Linked DNA regions of Ovis aries: region 1 is linked to region 2. Evidence: chromatin contacts called from public Hi-C data. All regions are on one chromosome and are shown on one strand. Each heading gives the region's core, a stretch centred on a gene start, on an enhancer-like site or on the middle of the called end of the contact. The rest is flanking DNA. Distances are from core to core; before and after follow the strand shown.

What was found. Hi-C and Micro-C count contacts between places; a contact is called where the count stands out from the background.
Region 1: a Hi-C map of omental adipose tissue shows a contact between it and region 2, with 3 times the contacts expected there. The contact joins the enhancer-like site here to the promoter of PCM1 in region 2. A contact is called at or near these places in 7 of 16 Hi-C or Micro-C datasets (hypothalamus, liver, muscle and 3 more).

The regions. Positions count from the first base shown.
Region 1 is chr26:18,851,475-18,857,807 of ARS-UI_Ramb_v3.0, reverse strand. The region is part of intron 2 of PDGFRL (platelet derived growth factor receptor like); the gene reads left to right. Among named protein-coding and RNA genes, the nearest start is that of PDGFRL, 38 kb to the left of the region's middle. Within about 2 kb of position 2,612, at least 8 of the 54 cell types and tissues checked have an H3K27ac peak or open chromatin away from gene starts, as enhancers often do.
Region 2 is chr26:18,513,722-18,520,403 of ARS-UI_Ramb_v3.0, reverse strand. It overlaps PCM1 (pericentriolar material 1), which reads left to right and starts at 3,011. Exons shown (of 40, transcript XM_060407013.1): 1 at 3,011-3,218; 2 at 4,833-4,903.

The DNA.
Region 1 (6,333 bases), core at 1,363-3,862, 340 kb before region 2:
CCTGTCCCAGTAAAAGAGACATTTCTAATGAGGGATTTGTTGTTCAGTCGCTCAATCCTGACTATTTGCGACCCAATGGACTGCAGCACGCCAGGCCTCCCTGTCCATCACTGACTCCCAGAGCTTGCTCAAACTCATGTCCATTGAGTCGAACCATCTCATCCTCTGTCGTCCTCTTCTCCTCCTGCCTTCAATCTTTCCCAGCATTGGGCTCTTTCCCAATGAGTCAGCTCTTTGAATCAGGTGGCCAAAGGATTGGAGCTTCAGCATCAGTCCTTCCAATGAATATTTAGGACTTATTTCCTTTAGTATGTACTGATTGGATCTCCTTGCAGTCCAAGGGACTCTCAAGAGTCTTCTCCAGCACCACAGTTCAAAAGCATCAGTTCTTCAGCACTCCACCTTCTTTAATGGTCCAACTCTCATATCCATACATGACTACTGGAAAAACCATAGCTTTGACTCAACAGACCTTTGTTGGCAAAGTAGTGTTTCTGCTTTTTAATACGCTGCTAGGTTTGTCATAGCTTTTATTGCAAGGAGCAAGTGTCTTTTAATTTTATGGCTGCATTCACTGTCTGCAGTGATTTTGGAGCCTAAGAAAATAAAGTCTTTCACTGTTTCCCTTGTTTCCCCATCTATATGCCATGAAATGATGGGACGGGATGCCATGGTCTAATGAGGGATTAGGTGAAATAATTGTACTCTTTGTGCCTTCACACAAGTTCTCTCATCCTTTCAGGCAATTCAGCGGTCACAGTTTCAAGTTCTATGTTAATCAGTAAAGAATTCAATTTACCAACAAGCAAAAAGGGGTGGGCATTTTAAATATAAGCTCACACCATATAAGTTCATTGACAACTCTGAGTCCTTCTGAGTGAGGAATGTGCCGAAGAGTCTGTGTGTCCAGGCGCTGAAGCCAATTCAGACTTGAGTTTCTGACTCAGTCGATCCCAGCCGCTCAGATCTCCACTGTTCTTTTGAGATCAGAAGCAGCAAAGATATTTTTTGACAATAGTTGCTCTGTTTCCTGATTCCTCGTCCTTACCCATTTCCAGCTCTCCTGCTTTCCATGCACCTTCCCACCTCTCCCTTTCTTAATTTTGTTCCTCCCTTCCAACAAGGATTATTTTTTTGCATCTGTGGTGTTTAAGGTCCTGTGCTAGGCAGACACTACAGGTATGATGGTGAGCAAGATAAACAACCTGTATATTCGCACAGCTTTTAGTCTTAAAAGATGACAGACTGTTAAAAAAACAATTTTACTTTTTTTGCATTGTCTTTTTTTAATTGAAGTATAGTTGATTTACAATGTTGTATTTGTTTCTGCTGTAAAGCAAAGTGATTCAGATACACACACACACACACACACACACACACACACACACACACACATCCTTTTCTTATATTTTCCATGATGGTTTATCACAGGATATTGAATATAGTCCTTTGTACTATTCAGTAGGACCTTGCTGTATATCCATTCTCTACATAATAGTTTGCATCTGCTAATCTCAAACTTAAAAACCAAGTTTAACATACAGCTGTGTGAATGCCTTGCCTGCAGAAGTACAGGATCCAGGAGGAGAAAACTGGGGCTCATGTGTGAAGGCTGAGAGTTCTACCGGGTAATGAAGGGGCTAGAAGAGGAATGTCAGAAAGTTCCAGAATGGGGGAGCAGCACGAGGCGCTTCCTCTAGCTGAGAAAGTGTGCGGCCCCAGGAGCGCTGAATGGGGGTGCACAGATGGGGGGACTCTGGCCAGGGGAGGAGAAAGGAGGTGAGCAAGGTTGAGAGGATGCTGCCTGGTGAGCCAAACTCAGACCAGGGAGGGCTTTGTCTGCCATGCTGAGGATTTCGTGTGACGTCTCAGGGCCTTTGTGAACCATTAACTAAAACAGACACACTTAGAAAGCACAGAAGGGTATACAGCGTGGGGTGCGGGCTCTTCCGTCTCATGGCCTCCTAGGAAAAGACAGCATCACAGCTCAGGCTCAGGCGGACCCATCCACCCTGCAGCACCCTGACCTGTTTTCCAGCAACTGGGGTCTAGAGACATACCCTTGGAACTCATATGTATTTGTTATATATATGGTCTTCCCTGGTGGCTCAGACAGTAAAGAATCTGCCTGTGATGCCGGAGACCTGGGTTTGATCCCTGGGTCGGGAAGATCCCCTGGAGGAGGGCATGGCAACCAACTCCAGTATTCTTGCCTGGAGAATCCCACGGACAGAGGAGCCTGGTGGGCTACAGTCCACGGGGTCATAGAGAGTCAGACCTGACTGAGCAACTAAGCACAGCACAGCACATATATATATTAAATATTTGATTTTTGCTTCCATTTTGTTGATAATATAAAGAACATTAACAGAAGAATGTCCTGGACTGTGTGATGAAACCTCTGGTTGAGCGATTAACCCCATCCATTTCCATCTTCTCTGGAAACATTTCTTCAATCTTGTCAAAACACACTCGCTGAGTTTAGAGCCGGGGAATTCTTGGCACAGTACTGAGCCAAGGAAGAAAATAAGAAGCAGCTTAGGATAAGTGACCCAGAGGATGGCTGGGATACCAATCCATGCTGGGTAGGAGTGGGGAGACGCTGGAGATTTGGGCTAGACAGTGAGCAAGGTCACAGCAGTGAAAACAAGGCTGACTGGGGCGCCCATAAAGCAAGCTGAGGCTGCTGTCTGGAAAATCAGGTCCTGGCATCGTCTTTCAGGATGTCTCTGGTGTCTGGTCGGATGTTAGCATTTTTCAGTCAAGGACTGTAAGTTCGGAGGAGTGGGTGGAGAACAGGAGATCTCTTTGATGGCTGGTTCCTCTAAAAACAATAAATAGCTTCTGGAGAGAAGGGCAGGCATCTGGGTGTTGGCTTGGCCTGAGCCAGCAGCGGTTTATCCACCCACAGACGACACAAAGGGAGGGTGGACCGAGGAAGCGGACTGTGGGCTCCCGGCCAGTCTAATCCTGCTCCCAGAAGCCTGGAGGAGTGGTCTGGGGGCATTTCAAAAGAGAAAGATCTTAAGAAGTGTTCAGAAACAGCCCACTGTTGAGAAAGAATCTGCACAAGCTTGAGTAAATGTTGTCTTTTTTACTCTGGGCCTGCGCTGAGGAGGAGGTCTTTTGTTTTTCCCCTTCAGTTTATTTTGGTTTGATTTTTTTTTCCCTTTGATTTATTTTATTTTATTCCTCTATGTTTGCCAAACAGTTTGACACTTATATTTGGCAAACACAAAATCTACCACTTGAAGCATTTTTGCATACGCAGTTCCATGGGAGTGAATACATTCAAACTGTCGTGCACGTGTCGTTCTTAAAAATTTTTGATTGGAATATACTTGCTTTACAATGCTGTGTTAGCTCCTACTGTAGAGCAAAGTGCGTCAGCTACATGTATATATACATCCCCTCTGTTTTGGATTTCCTTCCCATCTAGGTCACCACAGAGCCCTGAGTAGTTTCCTGTGCCGCACAGCGGATTCCCATCTGTTATCTATTTTATACGCTTACACAAGTCTTTTTCAATTCAAACTCACGTTCCTTCAGTGCTCGTTTCACTTAATTTTCCGAGAACAGACGAGGTATTATGAGGTTCCATGAAAATCTTGGTGTCCCGACCCTTTGCTTTTGTGCTTGTCTGGAAGCACCCTTTGGGTCCAGTCTGCTGTGGAGGGATCGAAAGTCTGTGTTTCAGCCAAGCTCTGATATTTACCTTCAGATGAATTTCTACCCCCAGAAAGCCACTGGGTTCAAAACAAATGACTTATCCTGCCCTAGAGGTAGAGCCCTCTCTTCTCAGACTTGATGGCTCCAGCACCAGGCCTGCCAGCGTCTCCCCAGAGACGGATCGGTGGGGCGGGACGGGATGCGAGACTTCCCTGGGTGCACTCCTTGTTCCAACAGTGTTCAGGCTGCAGGAAAACATGGCCTGCTCCATTCAGGGCGTGAGTGGGGGCAGGGGAAGAAGAGAGCGCTGACAGAACCAGCCTCGATGTTGTCAGGATAGATGAGGTCACACAAGTGGAGCAGGGGCGCATGTGCTAAGCCATCTCAGTAAGGAGGAGCTATTTTTATTCCCAACACTGTACCCGAAGGAGGTAGATCACAAGAAAACAGCCAGGTTTTCAGGAAACTTGCCTTTAAAAATTGTTTCAGGCGTGTGTTTCCATCTCATACACACCCTCAACACCCATAACAACGCGGAACACCGCACTCACTGTCTTGTGGTACTGCAGCTGTCCTTAGGCTCCTGGTCATCATGGTGGGTTGAAGTACATTACTCAGTTTGAGGAGGTGGTGGCATGCAAGATCTAACTTCCCTGACCAGGGATTGAACCTGTGTCCCCTGCATTGGGAGTGTGGAGTCTTACCCACTTGACTGCCAGGGAAGTCTCTGATCTTATTTTAAGAGAACCGAAACATTTCATAGCAAGAAGAGATAAGAAAGCCTTCTTCAGCGATCAATGCAAAGAAATAGAGGAAAAGAACAGAATGGGAAAGACTAGAGATCTCTTCAAGAAAATTAGAGATACCAAGGGCACATTTCATGCAAAGATGGGCTCAATAAAGGACAGAAATGGTCTGGACCTGACAGAAGCAGAAGATATTAAGAAGAGGTGGCAAGAATACACGGAAGAACTGTACAAAAAGATCTTCATGACCCAGATAATCATGATGATGTGATCACCAATCTAGAGCCAGACATCTTGGATGTGAAGTCAAGTGGGCCTTAGAAAGCATCACTACGAACAAAGCTAGTGGAGGTGATAGAATTCTAGTTGAGCTGTTTCAAATCCTGAAAGATGATGCTGTGAAAGTGCTGCACTCAATATGCCAGCAAGTTTGGAAAACTCAGCAGTGGCCACAGGACTGGAAAAGGTCAGTTTTCATTCCAATTCCAAAGAAAGGCAATGCCAAAGAATGCTCAAACTACCGCAAAACTGCACTCATCTCACATGCTAGGAAAGTAATGCTCAAAATTCTCCAAGCCAGGCTTCAGCAATACATGAACCATGAACTCCCTGATGTTCAAGCTGGTTTTAGAAAAGGCAGAGGAACCAGAGATCAGATTGCCAACATCCGCTGGATCATGGAAAAAGCAAGAGAGTTCCAGAAAAACATCTATTTCTGCTTTCTTGACTATGCCAAAGCCTTTGACTGTGTGGATCACAATAAACTGTGGAAAATTCTGAAAGAGATGGGAATACAGACCACCTGACCTGCCTCTTGAGAAATTTGTATGCAGGTCAGGAAGCAACAGTTAGAACTGGACATGGAACAACAGACTGGTTGCAAATAGGAAAAGGAGTACGTCAAGGCTATATATTATCACCCTGCTTATTTAACTTCTATGCAGAGTATATCATGAGAAACGCTGGACTGGAAGAAACACAAGCTGGAATCCAGATTGCCGGGAGAAATAGCAATAACCTCAGATATGCAGATGACACAACCCTTATGGCAGAAAGTGAAGAGGAACTCAAAAGCCTCTTGATGAAAGTGAAAGAGGAGAGTGAAAAAGTTAGCTTAAAGCTCAACATTCAGAAAACGAAGATCATGGCATCCGGTCCCATCACTTCACGGGAAATATATGGGGAAACAGTAGAAACAGTGTCAGACTTTATTTTTTGGGCTCCAAAATCACTGCAGATGGTGACTGCAGTCATGAAATTAAAAGATGCTTACTCCTTGGAAGAAAAGTTATGACCAACCTAGATAGTACATTCAAAAGCAGAGACATTACTTTGCCGACTAAGGTCCGCCTAGTCAAGGCTATGGTTTTTCCTGTGGTCATCTATGGATGTGAGAGCTGGACTGTGAAGAAGGCTGAGCGCCGAAGAATTGATGCGTTTGAACTGTGGTGTTGGAAAAGACTCTTGAGGGTCCCTTGGACTGCAAGGAGACCCAACCAGTCCATTCTGAAGGAGATCAGCCCTGGGATTTCTTTGGAAGGAATGATGCTAAAGCTGAAGCTCCAGGACTTTGGCCACCTCATGCGAAGAGTTGACTCATTGGAAAAGAGTCTGATGCTGGGAGGGATTGGGGGCAGGAGGAGAAGGGGACGACAGAGGATGAGATGGCTGGATGGCATACGGACTTGATGGACGTGAGTCTGAGTGAACTCCAGGAGATGGTGATGGACAGAGAGGCCTGGCATGCTGCAACTCATGGGGTCGCAAAGAGTCGGACATGACTGAGCGACTGAACTGAACTGAACTGAACTGAAACATTTCATTTCTTGAGCATTCTGGTTAAGTCCAGGTTTGGTTTTCCCAGATATGCTGCACAACATTAAAATAGAGTAAGATGATGGTAACAACATCAGTGCAT
Region 2 (6,682 bases), core at 1,762-4,261:
AATTCTCTATTTGACCCTGTCTGTCTTCTGCATTATCTATTGCTTATTTTGGACGTACTATCTAACTTATAGCTCTTTTTCCTTGAACATCATTCTTCCATTTAGGCCTTCACACCCATCTTTAATATACATTAAGTTTTTCTTAAATGTGGAAAACTGAGATGTAGTTTCAACCTGTATCTCTTAGAGGCCACTCATTCCTTATTTACATTTCCACCAGCGTGTTGCCCCTAACTTCACCCTACATAGATATCATAGAACTATCACCATCTTTGAGGCAATGTAGCATACTTAATTCAACAGAGCGTCCCAGTGATAAAGTATCTGTTTTCCAAGGTGGGAGATGCAAGAGATGCGAGTTCAGTCCCTGGGTCTGGAAGATCCCCTGGATGAGGAAATGGCAACCCACTCCAGTATTCTTGCCTGGAAAATCCCATGGACAGAGGAGCCTGGTGGGCTACCACCGGCCCAGAGGGTCACAGAGTCAGACACAACTGAATGGCTAAGCATGCATGCATTTAATAGAACATACTCTTTCTCTGCATTCCTAAAGCACTTACTGTATCATTTATTTGCCATATTCATACACTAACACTACTGATACTAAACTGGTTTATTTGCATCATTGCTTTCTAAATTAGATGTGAAGTTTTTAGAAATTGGGGATAATTTCATCATTTTGGGGTTCTTTCCTCTGTCCACTGCCCATACTTATTTTGAGGTCCCAATTTTAATATAAACATTTCTCAGGCTCCTCCCACCACCAGATATAAGAGTATTAACCTTTTATTAGGGTTCATAAATTTAAAAAAAATATAAAAAATAATGACCACAATTTCAGTAGTGCTTTTGAATTCATTTGAATTGTTTCAATGCCAGTAGCTTCTATCACCATTTTGTTTTATGCATATATGTTATTATAGGTATAAAACAAAATGGTGATGATGACGGCTTATTTTTTTTTTTTCCGTGCATTTTCTTAATTAAAAAATTCTTTCAAGGGGACAGTAGACCTCAGTTTAAACCTGGGCTCTCCCATTTGGAGCCGAATTTTGACGATTTATTTAACCTCTCATTAGTAAAATGGAACTGACGAAGAACCAGTTATCTTCATAACAGTTGTGAGAATTGAAAAAATTACAACAGATGAAATGCTGGAACCGCTGTCCAGTACAGAATTAACATTACTTTAAGAAGGGGCGGGGGAAGCCTTCCAAGGTAGGCAACGTTACTAGCTCTTGTCCCTCATTTCATGGATGCGGCAGCTGAAGCTCAGAAAAGTTAACTTGCCCAAGGTTTTAGTGGGCTAGAGTAAATACCTAATCCATTATCCCATCGGTGGTGTGAGTTCTCACAGCACTTTCTTATAAAAAGAATTTATTTACATCATACCTTATTTCTTCATCATTCAATAAAATACCTCTCAAAGGGCAGGGACTAAGTTTTTGTTACCTAAATAATGTACTTAAAAATGTATGACGAAGTGTCAAAGATCACTGCACTGAAATTGAACCTAGATTCAGTTCCAAATTACAGTAGCAGGAAGGGCTTTATTTATCTGAATTATGTATTGACATGCAGTTCTACTAATCTGTTTTGCGAACAATTTTTATTGGTGACTGAGCGCCCAAGAATTGATGCTTTTGAACTGTGGTGTTGGAGAAGACTCTTGAGAGTCCCTTGGACTGCAAGGAGATCCAACCAGTCCATTCTGAAGATCAGCCCTGGGATTTCTTTGGAAGGAATGATGCTAAAGCTGAAACTCCAGTACTTTGGCCACCTCATGCGAAGAGTTGACTCGTTGGAAAAGACTCTGATGTTGGGAGGGATTGGGGGCAGGAGGAGAAGGGGACGACCGAGGATGAGATGGCTGGATGGCATCACTAACTCGATGGACGTGAGTCTGAGTGAACTCCAGGAGTTGGTGATGGACAGGGAGGCCTGGCGTGCTGCGATTCATGGGGTAGCAAAGAGTCGGACGCGACTGAGCGACTGAACTGAACTGAGAACAATTTGCTCTTGGAACTCAGGTGCGTATTCTTCATTCCTCCTACCCTTATCTTGCTTAAAACAAAACTATCCCGCATCTGCAAACTGTCGAAAAATAAAATGCTCTCGTACGCAAGAAAAACTGAGCAATGTTTAAAGCTTTCAGTTAGTCACACCGAAGACCTTAACTATCACTTTACTCATTTTGGGGGGTTTACGAGAGAACCTGTCAATGTATTACTAACCTTAACAGTGTCGCTGGTGAGAGAAGAGAGTATATACACAGGGAATTCAGAGACTATAGTTTCAGATAACATTTCTTGAGATTCAATTTTGATGAAAATCATCTGGCTCTTCTAAGACCAGCAGGGCATGAATTCAAGCTGGCATTAATTACTGACTGATGATGCTCCCACTGACCAAATGGACGATTTCGGCTAATAAACTTGCGTGGGTTTATCTCCTCAGGTGTAAAATTAGGCCCAGATTGTAAAGGCCCTTTTGGTTCCATCCATTCCCGACCCACATATGGGTGGAGAGCGACCCCAGTTTCTGGTCTCTCTCCTTCTTCCGACACTTCCAGGGGCTGACATCTCCCTCCCCATCCCCCGCCCCAAGGAAAACGAGATCGCGCCTCCGCTCCTTTTCCATCTGCCAAGGCCGGTCTCCAACCACTTCCTCAGAGGCCTCGCCCTCCTTGTGGAGGAGCCGGAAGTGCACAGCATGCTGGGATTCGTAGTCACATCCGTCTCGGCGAACGAGCGGGAGCGTGTAACCCGAGATCGAGCTGGCATTCTGGGATATGTAGTTTCTGGTGGTTCGTTTGTAGACTCGACACCGGGCTCCGGAGCGCGAGGTGACACCACCGACTCCAGCGGGTCACATGACTCCGGTCTAGCGCGCGGATCGCACTGCGGCTCCCGCCCGGGCGAGTTTCGCCCCCGTGCGGCCGTTGCCGAGGAGACGGCGCATGTCTCCCGGCGCGTTGCCCCCTCTGCAGTCCCCCCGCCCCTCTTCTCCCACCACAATGAGATCCTAAGATGGCGGTGGCTGCGGCGGTTGGCGCTGAGGAGCTGAGGTAGACGAGGCGGCCATTGGGCCCTTAAGCAGCCAGGGAACTTGGGGCTTCTCCCTGCTGCGGTCTCTAAGGGCGGCCCGCTGCCGGTGGCGGGTCTCGGGGGCGCTGACCGCTACTCTGCCTTTGGCAGGAGCGGCTGCTTCGTTTACAGGTAATGCCTGCGTGTTCCCAGCCCTTGGCAACCGAGGGCAGAGCGGCGCCGGGGCGGGAGAGCAACGGCCCTGGGACACTTGATCCTGGAGAGCCTGGCCTCAGGCCCGCGCCTCTGGTGGGGCTCGTTGCTGCTTGCTTCCCGTCCCCTGGGCGGGCCGATTGCCCCTTCCCCCGGACCGAGCGATGCTGATCTTGGGGTGAGCATCTAGGGACGCGTCGGCGACTGCAGGACCCCCTGGTTGCCTCCCCGCCCCTCTTGCTGGCCCCGGGGAGGAGGCCGCCCTGGGGACTCGGGCGCCCCAGGAATGTCCCTCGCAAGTAGAGGAAGCGGCGTCGGGGTTACGGTTTGGTTGGGAGGGGGCGTCTCGTTTTCCATAGCAAGGAGCCTTAGTGGGCCATAATCTGCGCCTCTTCTACCCTACCGCCCAAATTCCGTTCCGTGGGGCTCTCGAGCTCCAGAATTTGGAGTGGAGAAGAGCGGGTTAGGAGCGATGCGACTTTGGGGTTGGGCCGTGAGCGGCAGGATTGACGCCGTCCCGGGCGTTTTAGAGCAGAAGGGCCGGGGGAGGCGTTCCTGACTTTGGGGTTCCTACTGGCGAGGCGAATGCTAATTTCACCGCGCTTCCCTCCGCCCTCCCGCGGCGCCCCTTCGCCATCCCTTACTGCAGGTCCAGTTTGGATGGGCGAAATACTAAAGGCCAAATGGATTCGAGGAACGTTGCTTGCTCTGCAGAAACGAGTGTTTGGGGATTAGGTCGTAGGCCCCGCTGGGGAGGCGGGGCCTCCAAACTTTTAAGCCCCGCGGCTCATTCCTCTAGAGCTCATCCTATCTTAGGGGGGGGGTATATATATATATATATATATATATATATTATATATTTCACCAATTCGAGGTCTGTGGCGGGGGCTCTCCGGGTGACGGATCGTGTTTTGACGCTGGAGGAAGCGGGGTTTCTGGGCGCCCCTTCCACCCCCGCCCCATAACTGCCTTCCAGACTCCGCCTTGTGCTATTCTCTGGTTACTGGAGTGGGTGGTGTGTAAAGCTCTGGGTGCACCTGCTTCTTTCTTTCCCTAACACCTTCCCAGATAGAGCCGCTAGAAACCATTGTAATTCTGAGTTTTTGAACTGAAATGTAAACCTTGCGTTTCTGTAGTGACAGTTATTTTTTAACGAAGTTGCTAGCTTTTAAATAAAAAAATGTCCTCATCAACGGGGATGCAAAGTTCTGGAATAGTTTTGCGTGACAGGAAGTTAATGACTGGGTCAATCTGAAAGAGTAATCTTTTGCTTCGATTTTAACATTGATGGAGAAATTTGTATGATGATTGCATTATAGTGTTTTTACATTATAATTTCATTGTATTCCCAAGTAGATATTAAGGTATCACAGTGCTGTTTGGTAGGCTCTTAACAGGTTTGGAGGATTTAAACCTGTTGATTGCCTTGTTTTCCTAAAGAATTAAAGTACGTTGAATTTAAAATATTGATTAATTGGATTTTTCCTTTTCTGTTGATTTTCTGAGCACACTTTAGGTTATAAATACTATTTGGTATTCTGTACATCACAGTGAAATGGGCTAAAATGATTTTCTTTTTTTTTAAATCATAAGCACACAACAGCTTTGAAGTGTGAAGCAGGAAGGGAGCTGTTTCTGAGCTACGAAAACTAGATTTTAAACAGGTAATTTGACATCATTGCATATGTTATTGGCTTTTGTGTTCCATTTGAAGAAGACTTGATGCTGAATACTGTTATAAAATACCAGTGCCTGTAGTAAACCAACGGCCTAGGTTTGCTGCCCTGTTTGGCCTGCTTTTTGGTGTGCCACTTTGGTCTGTCTTCATACTTTCGTTTGAAAAGAGCCATGTCATTCGTAATTACTAAATGCTGCGATAGTTTATGTAACATTTTTAAAAATGTCTTTGTCTTCACAGTTTCTTCATCTGCTCATTTGAGTTTGAATGTTTCCTGTAGCAACTATTTGGATAGCCTCTTGTTCCCAATTCATTTACTCTTAAGTCATCTGGTACAACTTTTCTATTAATTGGCTGTTCTTATTTTTTATTCACAAACTCCTCTACGTTTTGAGCTTATGTATACTGTCGATTGAAGTTTGTTAGTTTCAGTTGTCTAAACTTACTTTAAACTTTAGTTTCTATACACAGGGCATTCTCAAATGCTGGTTACGTAAAGATACTCTCTGACCAGCAGAAGTCAAGTTCAGTTCACTGAGGGAAAGTTAAGAAATTGTTTGTTAAGGACAATTTAGAAATTAAATGACTAGAGCATGAGGATTAGAAGAAATTTTTGTTAGAACCGTTTTAGCAATAATTACTCTTTTAAAGATTTCAGACAATTTAGTTCTCCTGTTAAAATTTTGAAGACAGCCTAAGTCTCAAAATATGATGAATATATCCTTGCTTTCTAGGAAGGCAGACAAATCTTCAACACACTTATGCAATAGGTTATCATAAGAATATAGATTGGCCATTGATTTATATCTTAATTGTACTTCTTGGTATCTTTTTCTATTGGTTGAAAGAAAAATAGAACTCAAAGGAAATGTCAGATATGAGTCTGTGTTTTAGAGTCTTTAACACTGGAGTATTTGGTAAAATAAAAAGTTGTAAAATCAGTCACAAATAATTTTCCTTTTAACACTTTAGCGAAGATGGATAAAATAGAATAAAAATACAAAGCAGTTGAGTTAAACTTGCTTTAAAAGACCTTGGTTTTCTTAATAGGAGATTTGGCCATTTGTTGGAAAAGAGGTAAATGTATGAGATTTGGGAAAAATAGAGTGTTCAGAGTAATCACACTAGGGAATTTATTAAGAAGCCAGAAAAGGGTAACATAGCAGTACATTCATCATACAAATTTAACTGAGTGCATACAATGTGTGACTTCATGGCTACAAAGACCTAGAGATAGGGCAGTGAGCAAAACAGGTAAAGTGCCTTGCCTCAAGGAGTAAACCTACATTTTGAAAGTGTCAATGTGTAGTATACCTTAATAGTGGACACAGTCAATGCCATTTTATAATTTGACAGTTTTGAGAGTACAAACAGAAAGAACGAGAAATGAGGTTTATAAAAAATTGAGTTGATAAAATGGGCAAATTGATGAGGAGGCCAAGGATGCTAGCAAGGCATTTTTGGAAGTGGCATTCATGGGTTAAGTAAGAAAGTGAGAAGTGAATGGATTCTTGGAAAGGAAAATGATCAAGGGACAGGAGGTATTCAGCAGGGCCAAGGGGTAAATTCAGCAGGAATGAGCAGGTGAGACAAAACAGAATGCAAGGACTTAGGTTCAGAAAGAGGTATTTCAGAAGTTTAGGATGTTGAACAAATTATCTGTCCAGAGTAGAAATAGTATTGGAATAGAGCAGATGAGATGGATGTTGTAACTGAGGTCAGAGTCTTAGAAAAATCATTACAAATGCTCGGGTCATGAAAGCAG